4 separate regions of the Mus musculus genome follow, and regions 1, 2 and 3 are each linked to region 4. A link is a contact called in public Hi-C and HiChIP or PLAC-seq data. All regions are on one chromosome and are shown on one strand. The core of a region is the stretch at or near the end of the contact, and the rest is flanking DNA. Distances in the headings are between cores, read along the strand shown.

Region 1 (2,847 bases), core at 237-2,736, 950 kb before region 4:
GTAGTGTTCACTTCAGAAAGTAGTGTTTCTATGCAAACCCCAAGGAGTCTCTATGAAGTCTCAGACCAGTCACTGGGAAAAAGGAAAGGTCTGACTTTGTGTGACTTTAGGGTGGCAGGAATATGTGCTTGAGCACAGGGCATATGAGAGGAGCATGGATGGGCCTAGTACTGGTTAGGACCATAAAACAGGGACTATGGTCTAGCACAACTCTGGAGTCCCAAGTCCTTTACCACATATTAGAAGGCCTTGTAGGATTTAAGTGCTCCCCAAAGGCTATTTCAACTATGTACTGTCCCACACAAAATATTATAGCCTTCAAGTGTCTGGACAACTTTCAGTCTAGCTTCAGTGGTCCCAGCGTCTCCTGGTGCCTGCCATACAGTAGTCCTAGAGGAGTTTGGAAAGCCCAGACAGACTGCATAGGTTTTCCCAGGCAGGCCAGCCAGTTGGCTGCTTTTTCCTGTGCCATTCTGGGAGCTGCAGCAAAGGTTCCTGTCTGCATCTGTGATAAACAGCTCTCCTAGAGCGGCCACAGACCTGGCTAGATTTGGCTTCAGTCCACAGTGCAATATTGTGCTTGGCAGCTGAAGCCATTATGGGAAAGGGGGGGGAAAAATCAAAGAACTCTCGCACCAAATTTCCTTTTGAGAAGGGCATTACTGATCAAAAAGTAGTGTTCAGAACTGATAATTGCTTAGATTAAATGACTGTGTCATTTTTTTTTATTCATCTTCTGGCTCAGCCCTTACCCCAGAATAGATGAATATTAGAATTCATTGAGACTTTTGGTTTTTTTAGCAATCACTCTAGAGAAATAAGTTTGTTTGCTTATTTGGTTCAGTGGGATCTTTTATTCTTGGTTTAAATATGTGCAAAAAAAAAAAGTCCCCTGTCCACAAGTCCTGTCTGTCTCCCCGTGTTGAATTTCATGTATTTTCACACTTGTCTGTCATCCAAAGGAAGCACAGAGACGAGGTCTGAACCAAGACTCTCATTTAAATTGCATGATGTGTGCATGTACGTGTGCACCCAGCTAATTACAGGTTGCAATAGAATGTGGTAGGATTTCAATTTCGCTTCATTATGTCTCAGACAGGGACATAACATTGAGAAGGAATTGCTAGGCTGGGGGAAGAGAAGCACATAGGTAGAAGTAAGTTTCTTTCAATGCAGACTTTTAAGGGGGATGGGATTTAGTTTGGGGTCTTGTTTTGTTTTGTTAGGTCAACAAAGACCTCTTTCGGTGGGAGTCCTATCAGATGGATAGCAGGACTTGCTTGTGCTTAAGAAGATCCATTGCCCCAGCAGAGAAGACTGAGAGTGCAGGTGTCTGGTCCTGCAAGTGGATTTTTCCCCCTACTGCCCAGATGCTTGGCTAACAAAGCAGAGGCTCTCCAGCTCTGGTCTCAGGGTCTCCCGGAGCTAAGCCTAGAAGCAAGGGAAAGGAAGGATAGCAGGAGAGAATAATTGCTATTCAGTCTTCTTTAATGAGATGTATGGCCCGCTGCTGAAAGATTGTGGCTGTGTCTTTTGTTATGCTAATTAGACACCATTAGAGCTTGGCAGTCTTTGATTTCTGCTTAATCCTCTCTGCTTCCTCGGCCTCAGTCCTGACTGGCAAATGGTTGGCAGATAGTGGGCTGTGTCTCACCACACTTGTTATTTATCACTCCTGTGTACACTGACTTCTCTGGTAGAGAGGTGGATAATAAAAGATTTATTTTACCAAAGCCGGTATGTGTTTTGGGCATTCTTTTTTTTTGGCTTAAAGTTTTTTGTTTTTTGTTTAAGTTTGGAAATGAGCATCCCCCTCTCTGCCTTTTTTAAGTTCCTCTGCTATTGCTGTTTCTGTGGCCACTTTTTCAGTCATAAAGAATATGTGACAGTTTGGATCATCTTTCTCCTAGTCCCAGGATGTCCCAAAAATCCCAGTGTAAAATCTCAAATTGATTACACCCTAAAATGTTAGGGAAGCTGTAATTTGGAGGGGGTTGGAGAGACGCAGGAATAATTTAATGGCCCAAACAACAATCGAGCCTGTCTTTACAATTTGCAGATACAGCTGCCTTCTTATCTAAGACTTACCTGAATGGCCCTCTTCTGAATAGTACAAGGGGTGGTGTGACCTGTGAGAGTCTCTGACAGCATCACAGTGATCTAGAGTACCCATGTGCAGGAAAAACTCAGGGTAAACTACAGATTTTTTTTTTAATTTCCTGCTAGCCATATTTTTTAAAATGTGCTCAAGTCCCCGTTCCGTGTGTGTGTGTGTGTGTGTGTGTGTGTGTGTGTGTTCCTAAATTCATGAATATAGCCTGCTTGATCTATATAATGTTACTTGTGTGCATATATTTTCAGGGCTAACCATTCAGTATTGGACAACCCATCCCTTCCTGTTCAGCTCATGAGACTTCATGGGTGTAGCTTATGACACTTCTAGGGAACAGAGTCTCTCAGAAAACTGCCCGTTCTGGCTCCTACAACCTTCCTGTCCCCTCTTCTCCAATGATCCTGAATCTTAGGTGTAGAAGTCGTGCTATAGATATCAGTTGGGACTAGCCTCCACAACTCTACATACCAATTGGGGGTGGTTTTCCATGGTTTTCCCTCTGTTGCAAAGAGACGCTTCCTTGGTAGGGATGAGAACTACACTTGTCCAGATAGACCTGGAGGAGGGTCCCCAGTACCACCTTTTAAAAGTGAAAAGAAACTGGTACACTTAGACTTAATCTTATATATAAGTCAGTTTACCAAAAGTGGTGTTTTAACAAGAAAACAGTCTAAGCCAGGCGTAGTAGTAGTGGCGCACACCTTTAATCCCAGCACTCAGGAGGCAGAGGCAGG
Region 2 (2,700 bases), core at 97-2,596, 1.0 Mb before region 4:
ATAAAATGGAAATTTGTAGCCACAGAAAAATTCCTAACCCAGCTGATAATTAAAACAACATAAATTTAAATAGCTATAAATCATTGTTCTCCTTGTAACGTTTAATGTAGATTTTTGAGTTGACAGTATAATATAGGATGAGAATATTAATTTCAGAAGGAGCCTTAAAGTTCACATGAGTTAGAATAATTCAGCTTCAGAGAAATCTACCCTACGGAAATAATCAAGACAAAAATACACCTCTCTGCTATATTATTAGAAGAGAGGGGGGAAGAGAGGGAGAAAAACCAGAAATGTTTGCCTTTAAAGAAACTACTTATACCACCTCTGGGTCATTTGGCTAAGATCACCTCCAGGGATCAGTTCCATATGTGTGCCCCAGTAACACTTAACCAAGAACCTATGTCTATGCAGAATCTATAGCAATGCTCATATGAAGATGCTCCTGTAATAGCAGACGGTGGTTGGAAAATATCCTACATGAGTTATAAATTCTGTCCTGTTTCAAAACTATGGAATGAAAGCAGAAAGAAATGGCATTGTTTTCACCTCTCCCCTCCAGTGTAGCTGCTTACAATATAATTTTTATCTTTACACAACACATTAAAGCTTTCACTTTTTTAACCTTTATGCTTGTGACTTTTAAAACACCATTTAAGTATATCAACATTTTTGCCACAGAACCCTTCTAAAGAAGTTGTATTTGTTTGAATTTCCCTTTGCTTGCACATGTATCTCTCCCTGGAACTAGAATTCCAGTGGCTATTACAAGGCAGTTCCTGTATATTTATTTTCATTTTTTGTGAGGTCCTATAGGGCATAGGAATCATTCAACATTTTCTAAGTACACATGATCCATTTACGAAGACAAAGCACCTTGTGTTTCTATAGTTGGTTTTATGTAAAGCTATTAAAGGAACAGGAAATGTCCTTCGGCCGCCTTTCTCCCTACAGCTGCCCCAGAAATAGTCATTAGTATTAAACACAACAGTCTCAAACTGTTTCCCGTAGATCCATGGAAAAAGACTGCAGAGTCACACCGAAGCACTTGGGGTTGTTTAGAATAAAGCCCATCCAAAAGCAGTGAGATGCCAGTTTACATGTGGGATGGCAGCGGCAGCTGCCTTGTTACTGTGTGGCACTGCCCCATCCTAAATCAGATGGGAGATGGGTGCTGCCTGACAGAATCTGTCATCAGCATTAACATTATTAAAATAATTTAAAAGCTGCTGCTTCCTTTTTCAAGCTTAAGGGTGGGCTGTTGGTTTGTCCAGGCCTCCCTGGCTTTGGTTCTGAGGACTCCAGGCTCAATATTCCCACACCAGATTTTCTATCCAGCCAGGCCCCAGCTACCAGTTTTTATCCCAGTGGGACAGTGCAGCTATGTTCCTGGCGTTTTCTGCCTATTACCAGTTAGGGTCTGTGAACAGAATCTCCATTTGTGAGAACCTCATTGTGGATAGCACGCAGTGGTCTTTTCATTTTGATTGATGCCTCTGGTTCTGCACCATCTGGCTTCTGATAGGCTGCATTAATCATATCCCGAACTAAGAAAGTGTAGACATGTCTGCTTAATATGTACCCATACATAATGTAACATTAGTTATTCATTCAGCTTGCAAGGCAGAGTCATAATATACGCAAGGTCTTTATATAGTAAAGCATAAATATTAATATGAGACCCATTAATGCTGTTTTTACTTGTACTAACCTCCCCCTCATACATTTGTTTATGAAGATTGAGGAATTAAGAAAAGACCGTGTACACAATTTGCATGAACACACCACATTCTGCTGGCACCTCATATGGCTTTAGGGTGATGTGTGTCCATCACCCAATACCATGAGTTCACTGTCTTCTCTAGTTGCCTTGAAATACAGGTTAAATGCAAGTGGCAAACAGATAGCTTTTCTGTCATATGAACTCCCTGCACCAATGGCAGCATCTGTTTCCAGGGCTCGCTGGGAGCAACTGTGGCCCTGCTCTTTTGTGCTGCCTCTGGCTGGCCCCACTCCTGACAAGCTCTGTCCCCTGCTGTGCAATAGTATTAAGAAAGAAGGAGGACCAGGAAAAGCAAGATAGGGATTCACAAATCAAATAGAGTAGACTCTAAATTTAGGGCCTCCAGCCTTATCAGTAGTTCAAATTTGGTTTTGGAAATTTGCTAGGGCCTTTTCCAGGAGGAGAGATTTAGTGAGTATTAATCATAATCTCTTCAGTATGGAGAGGAGGGAAGGGAATGGATTTCAACTCTCCTGGGAAGTTACCTCGCTCAGCATCTCAGGAGCATATTTTTTGCAGTAGCAAATTAAAACCATAACTTCAAAAAACACATTTTATGTTTTATTAATTGTGTTTTGTCATAACAATACCATATTCCTATGTGGTTACATCTTCTTATATGTGCGCCAAACACAAACTATGTGTTTTAATGAATTATACCATTGAAGTGTGAGCGAAGATTAATGCTTGTATGCCACAGAATGCAAAATACAGCACACAGTGTAATAGTGATCAATCATGGGATAAAGCCTGGGAAAGCAGGCGCATACTCAGAGTTGGTGTTGAGAAAGAAGCACACTGCAGCTTCGGTTTGAAATGTGATTTCATGAGGTTTAATTAGTTGCCTAAGCACCAGGAGCAATAGCCATAGAGCATATGTCAAATATTACCTGCTCAGAAACTGTCATCTTAAGACT
Region 3 (2,821 bases), core at 296-2,795, 570 kb before region 4:
ATAGCACATCAAACATCTACCATTATCAAGTAGACTTCATTCCAGATATCAGGGATGGTTTCAATATACATGAGTCAATAAATATAATCTACCAAACAAACAGACTGCAACACAAAATCTCCATTATCATCTCATTAGATAGAGAAAAGGACTTTGTCAAAATCTAACACCCTTCATGATAAACATCCTGGAGAAACTAGGGATACAAGGGATATCCCTCAACATCATAAAGACATAATTTACAGCAAGCCTACAGCCAACCTCCGCCTAAATGGAGAGAAACTTAAGGCATTACACTAAAATTAGGAACAAGACAAGGCTATCCATTCTCTTCCAAACCTATTTAATACAGTTCTTGAAGTCTTAGCTAGAACATTGAGACAACTGAATGAAATAAGGAAAATAAAAAATAGAAAGGGATGAATATCTTCATTAAAAGGTGATATGCCAGGCTGGAGAGATGGCTCAGCGGTTAAGAGCACTGACTGCTCATCCAGAGGTCTTGAGTTCAATTCCCAGCAACCACATGGTGGCTCACAATCATCTGTAATGAGATCTGACGCCCTCTTCTGGTGTGTCTGAAGACAGGTACATTGTACGCATATTAATTACATAAATAAATCTTTACGGGGAGGAGGAGGGGGAGGAGGAGGAGGAGGAGGAGGAGGAGGAGGAGGGGGAGGAGGGGGAGGAGGGGGAGGAGGGGGAGGAGGGGGAGGAGGGGGAGGAGGGGGAGGAGGGGGAGGAGGGGGAGGAGGGGGAGGAGGGGGAGGAAGAGGAGGAGCTGAAGGAAGAAAAGCTTGAGCAGAAAAGAGCAAAGACTGAATGAACTCTGTGACATGTGACAGGAGTCACTTTGCTGCTCTTTGTGTAGTAGACCATATGAAGGATACCTCACGTCCTGTACAGGGGGCAGACGCACCGCTGACCCTTTCTCTCAGGAGATGGTGTGCAGTCGGTAAGTATAGTTAGGAAAACTGGGAGCAATGTTGGAAGAGTCTTCCCACAGTACCAATAAAGACGCTGGAGCTCAGGGGCCTCGTCCCACTCAAGCGTCCAGTAAGTCCCAGAACTGGGCTCGCACTCACTGCGCCTGACCCCGGATTTCATTGATCACCTTCGCAATCTTCTTCGCCACAGATTAAAAAAAAAAAAAATGTTGTTCTTTGTTTTTTCAGATGGGGAAATTTTCAAATGATTGTGCTTTGCCTCTGAGTCTCCTGCTCACAGTCACAGGGAGCTGGGGGGGGGGGGGGGGGATGCACAAAAAGGCACTTAAAAGCTTCTGCAATGGTCACAGTGCTAAAACAAACACAGACTGATAAGGGTCCCAAGTTCCCCATTGGATCTTCGAGTGGGTCTCTTCAGTGTGCCCTTGACGCCAGGATCCTGGTATGCATGGATTTTCTGGGACTCTTTCCACACAGCAAACAGTTAGTAAAATGTTCTTACTGCTCTAGCTTGGGACAGTACTAGCATAAACATTTCCTTAGTATTTAATGACTCCACCTCCCTCCAACTGCTGCAGCTGCAGTAAGGCAGGCGACGCAAGCAGAGATTAGATACAGGATATGCACCTGGCTGGCCATAAATGCTTCTTAGTTGTTGGTAAAGGTTAACAGGCCCAGTTCTCTTTTCTCCTCAGACCCAGAATGCGGGGACATGAAAGGGAGCTGTAATTATTTATAAACAATAAAAACTTCTGTGTGAAGCTTGCAATGAATGGATGGGTTTATCTGCCCACTTCAAGTGAAGTAGACAGCTTTTGCTGTTTGTTGTGAATAGAAATGCCCCCATTTCCTCCTCCTCCTCCCTCTTCCTACATTTCCCCTTCCTTCCCCTCCTCCTGTCCCTCCTCCTTCAAGTGGTCCTGAACTATATGTGGTTAGACTCTGTTTTTTTCTCCATCAGAGTGCCTGGGAAATCTGTGCTGGGTATGATTCTTTCTGCCCTGGGTAGATTCTCGTCGTGAGGATCTGAACAGGTCTTCCTTTGGTTCTTTCTGACCCATCTGCTCCTAGCTGGCCTCTGTTCGTATCACTCTGGTTTCCCCGACCCAGCAACCACCCTGAAGTAAAAGAAGTATCTTTCAGCATGGTTGATGGGACAGAGCTGGCCGGGTTGCACTGAGTCCTTTCCTGAGTCTGCGACTCCTGACTGTTGGGACTCTCCATTCTGACCAGCGCAGCTGTCTACCATCTTCTAAACTCCAGTGTGGTCCTTTTGAGAATGCTTTCATTTTCTAAAGCTGCTCAAAGACTCCACCTTGGCAGATCGAGCAACCGTGCACTCTTACCCACACCCCTGCAAGCACCCCTACTAACACACTACACTCCTGTGACCAGTACATACAAGCACAAGCTCTTCTTAAAAATCTCTCTGATTCTGTAGAGTTCAGAGCACACCGGAACTTCAGATTGAAACCTGTCCTGTTGCTATCAGTTCTCTCTCGGTTTCTGGTAAGTTTTCCATCTCTCAAGTATGAGAGTCCACTATTTTACATGATAACATTTCTCTCTGAATTGGGAATACCGAAAGCTACCATGAAAACAGATGTTGTCTATCACTGTAGTGACGGCTACAGCAAAAAGAAGCACACACAGTGTACGCATTGGGCTACAGGGAAATGAAAGCACATAGAATTGTTCTATATTAGTTATTCTCTCTTGAAACTCAATATAAACTCCAGGGCTCCTAAAATTACACGAAGGAGTAACTTTCCAGAAGTTTAAAGCTCAATGAGACAGCGGTTACTGTAGAAGGTATTTATTTGTTTACTTATTTATTTATTTTAAAGATTGATTTTGCTAGGCAATGGTGG
Region 4 (2,758 bases), core at 214-2,713:
ATGGCATAGTGGATCTGCCAGCACGTGCATGGAGGAACTGTAAATTGCAGTGTGGATGTCCCTGGTACTGTCAAGGAAGAAACTGATGGGCTGGGTGACTGTACAGTGTCCCCAGAGAAAAATAGCAGCCTTGCAGCATGGATTTAAGTGCATGTGCATGCGTGTAGAGACATGGAAGAGACTGTGTAACACATACACACACAGAGAGAGATATGAGAGAGAGAGAGAGAGAGAGAGAGAGAGAGAGAAAGAGAGAGACTCTTTGCTGGGTTGGGTTTGATTACAAGCCAGTGTTTTCAGCTCCTGCTCAAGACCTATTTCCTGGCTAGCCAGAAAGCTCGGCCAGAGCAGCTGCATATAGACTTTTCTTTTTAACGGCATAGCAAACCCCTTCAGTTTTAACTCCTTGAAGTTCTAAGTGCTCAGCGTTGGGCTAAGGCTCACTGTACGGTTTTGTTTTCTTCTCCTACAGAGCCCTGTAAACACAGCTGTATTCAGTATGGCAGAAAAATTCTGTCCCTTAAATAGAAATGCGATCAATTTAATCAAAATAAATGTATCCCAGATGACTCTGAGGCCAGCTGGATACCACAGGCTTCAGAAGCTAAGCATTCAGTGGAGATGGATACAGTGTTAGATTTACATGCTTTCAAATGCTAGGATCAGCTATGCTTAATAAAGGAAATTCTTTAAGGAAAAGGGAGGGTCCTCCTGGCACCCAGCTATAGATGGTGACCACAGGTGCTGCTGCTGATCCTGGCACTGGGGTTTGTGGCTGTCGAGCTTGCAGGGGTGTGTGGCATGAGGCAGGGCACGGCTGATGTCAGTGTGAAGAAAGCTTGCAGCCTGCTTGAGGCTGTAGGAAGGAGGAGGGTGGCCTCTCATTGCCTCTGTCGGGGCTTGGCTGGTACTAGAAGCTTGTAGATAGATAAGGGTGAGCTGGGTGAACTGAGCTCTGAGCCGGGAGCAAGCAGCTTTCCCAGTTGTCATGGGGGCTCCTCTGGGACGCCTGTCTGGCCTGTCCTCCCACTGTTTGTTAGAAATTCTACAAAGCGGCTCTGTGTGCTGGATTATGTTTGGCCAGCTGTTGGTGCATTCCTGAGGGTGGGGTGGAGACAGGATCTTATTACTGTACTTCCAAACTGTAGATCTATGTGGGGAGAGAGAGAGAGAGAGAGAGAGAGAGAGAGAGAGAGAGAGAGTGTGTCAGGATGTGGTGGGGAGAGGAAAGAAACGCAAGCAAGTCTGATAATCCCTTCTCCTTCTCCAGGTTGTGCTAGAGGAGCATTCAGAAAGGCTATGAAGTGAAAGAGAGAAAGGAGAGGGTAAGGGGTGGGAGCACAGTGGAACAGCCATGAGACAAAGCAGAACTTCAAAGCTGCAGAGACGAGCAGAATGTCAGCAGCTTGTAATTAGCGGTTCATGGTTGCGTCAGAGACTGTATCTCTCCAAGAATAACTGTGTGCTGTGTGCCACAGAGTGCAGAAGACAGTCATAACTAAGTTATCAAGCACAGTTCAAATGAGGGCAGACACATGAAGGCATTTTCTGTTTGAAAATTAAGCAGGGCTGAAGTGCACATCTCACTGGCTGGATTCTGCCTAACTTCTGGCAGGAAATGCTCAGCGTATAGGAGGGTGTTTGTTAGATCAAACAGGGGACCCATAAGCATGCAGACTGAGCATGCAAGCTCCGTCCCTGTAAAATACCGTCCCAAACAGCCCGGTACTGCACTGCTGGGGTCCTGTCTCCGTATATACCCATTCGCTTTTGTATGCCAATGGGAGAAAGTTAAAAGTACACCCAAGGACATATGTCCCCATTAGATTCTAAAATCCCTACTATAGAATTAAAACCTGACTGCAGGTTCTGAGTTGTTTTGGTATTCTTAATTTATACGCTGAAGAAGCTCTTTTTTTGCAATTATCTTGTTGGTAACCCTGTGAGGAAGCGACATACCACTATATGATGTTGAAGGGCACCTTTCCCTTCCATCCCCTGTCTCTGTTATTTGGAGGTGTGGGGCGTTCTCTGGAGCCTCCAGGAGGAGCTGGTGGGAGGAGCTGATTGGCTAGCAGGCTCAGCGTGTTTACTCTTATTTGTTTTCAGTGCTCCTTCGCAGCGTGCATTTAGTATTTGTATTTGTGTTCATGCTGCACAATTACTACTGACCAGCTTTGTTTCTCTGCCCGAAGCGAAGTCAATTTTAGTTCAGCCCCTGCAGTTGAGTCCCTGGACAATATGCACATATGTATTATGTTACCCGTGTATGCACTTTTCCTTTTAAAAACGTGGATTAAGGAAAATTGTAGGCAAGGAGAGACGTGTATATGAAATCAATAGCTTTTTGAATCACATGTAATATAATTTAAATATACTCACTTTAAGATTGCCAAAGCCTATGTTGTCTGAGCCCAGTTAATTTACATCTTCGATTTAGTCAAGAGGTGGAACCTGCCAGATCAGAATGCTGTATTCTGTGCACCCAACAGGGTGGAAGACATTATTTTGTTTGTGTTAGTTCAAACAGCTGGTCATTAATGCAGTCCCCATTTCTAGAGAGAAACGCTGGTGGACATGAATGGCTGTCTGATTAATGCTGCCCCTCGGAGGGTCCTTCACCCAGCCATGCTCCTGCAGAATAATGTAGCATGATGTGATTGCACTCTAACAGGATAGTATGTCATTGTGTCACCAAGCAATTGAGGTTATTATGGGGCAGGGCAGACAGACGGGACAGTGGGGTTACTAGACCGTA

What was found. A called contact is a pair of places that touch in the nucleus more often than the background predicts. HiChIP or PLAC-seq counts read pairs in DNA pulled down with a chosen protein or histone mark.
Region 1: a Hi-C map of neural progenitor cells shows a contact between it and region 4, with 1.7 times the contacts expected there. The contact joins two enhancer-like sites. A contact is called at or near these places in 1 of 484 Hi-C or Micro-C datasets (neural progenitor cells), 4 of 115 datasets of contacts at active chromatin or transcription factors (the SCID.adh cell line, T-cell acute lymphoblastic leukemia, astrocytes and 1 more) and 1 of 9 other capture datasets (embryonic stem cells).
Region 2: a contact with region 4 is called in a Hi-C map of cortical neurons, with 3 times the contacts expected there. The contact joins two enhancer-like sites. A contact is called at or near these places in 1 of 484 Hi-C or Micro-C datasets (cortical neurons), 1 of 115 datasets of contacts at active chromatin or transcription factors (bone marrow-derived macrophages) and 2 of 9 other capture datasets (embryonic tail and embryonic trunk).
Region 3: a contact with region 4 is called in an H3K27ac HiChIP or PLAC-seq map of double positive thymocytes, with 5 read pairs. The contact joins two enhancer-like sites. A contact is called at or near these places in 3 of 115 datasets of contacts at active chromatin or transcription factors (the SCID.adh cell line, bone marrow-derived macrophages and double positive thymocytes).

What each region holds. Positions count from the first base shown.
Region 1 is chr13:29,369,775-29,372,621 of GRCm38.p6, reverse strand. All of the region lies in intron 13 of Cdkal1 (CDK5 regulatory subunit associated protein 1-like 1), which reads left to right. Among named protein-coding and RNA genes, the nearest start is that of A330102I10Rik, 350 kb to the right of the region's middle. Within about 2 kb of position 1,486, at least 68 of the 459 cell types and tissues checked have an H3K27ac peak or open chromatin away from gene starts, as enhancers often do. A contact at or near this core is called in neural progenitor cells, where this site is marked.
Region 2 is chr13:29,415,352-29,418,051 of GRCm38.p6, reverse strand. The region is part of intron 13 of Cdkal1 (CDK5 regulatory subunit associated protein 1-like 1); the gene reads left to right. Among named protein-coding and RNA genes, the nearest start is that of A330102I10Rik, 400 kb to the right of the region's middle. Within about 2 kb of position 1,346, at least 73 of the 459 cell types and tissues checked have an H3K27ac peak or open chromatin away from gene starts, as enhancers often do. A contact at or near this core is called in cortical neurons, where this site is marked.
Region 3 is chr13:28,991,100-28,993,920 of GRCm38.p6, reverse strand. No RefSeq gene overlaps it. Among named protein-coding and RNA genes, the nearest start is that of A330102I10Rik, 24 kb to the left of the region's middle. Within about 2 kb of position 1,545, at least 38 of the 459 cell types and tissues checked have an H3K27ac peak or open chromatin away from gene starts, as enhancers often do. A contact at or near this core is called in double positive thymocytes, where this site is marked.
Region 4 is chr13:28,416,391-28,419,148 of GRCm38.p6, reverse strand. It overlaps Gm40841 (a long non-coding RNA gene), which reads left to right. Exons shown (of 3, transcript XR_003950511.1): 1 at 1-64. Among named protein-coding and RNA genes, the nearest start is that of Gm40841, 3.7 kb to the left of the region's middle. Within about 2 kb of position 1,463, at least 225 of the 459 cell types and tissues checked have an H3K27ac peak or open chromatin away from gene starts, as enhancers often do. A contact at or near this core is called in cortical neurons, double positive thymocytes and neural progenitor cells, where this site is marked.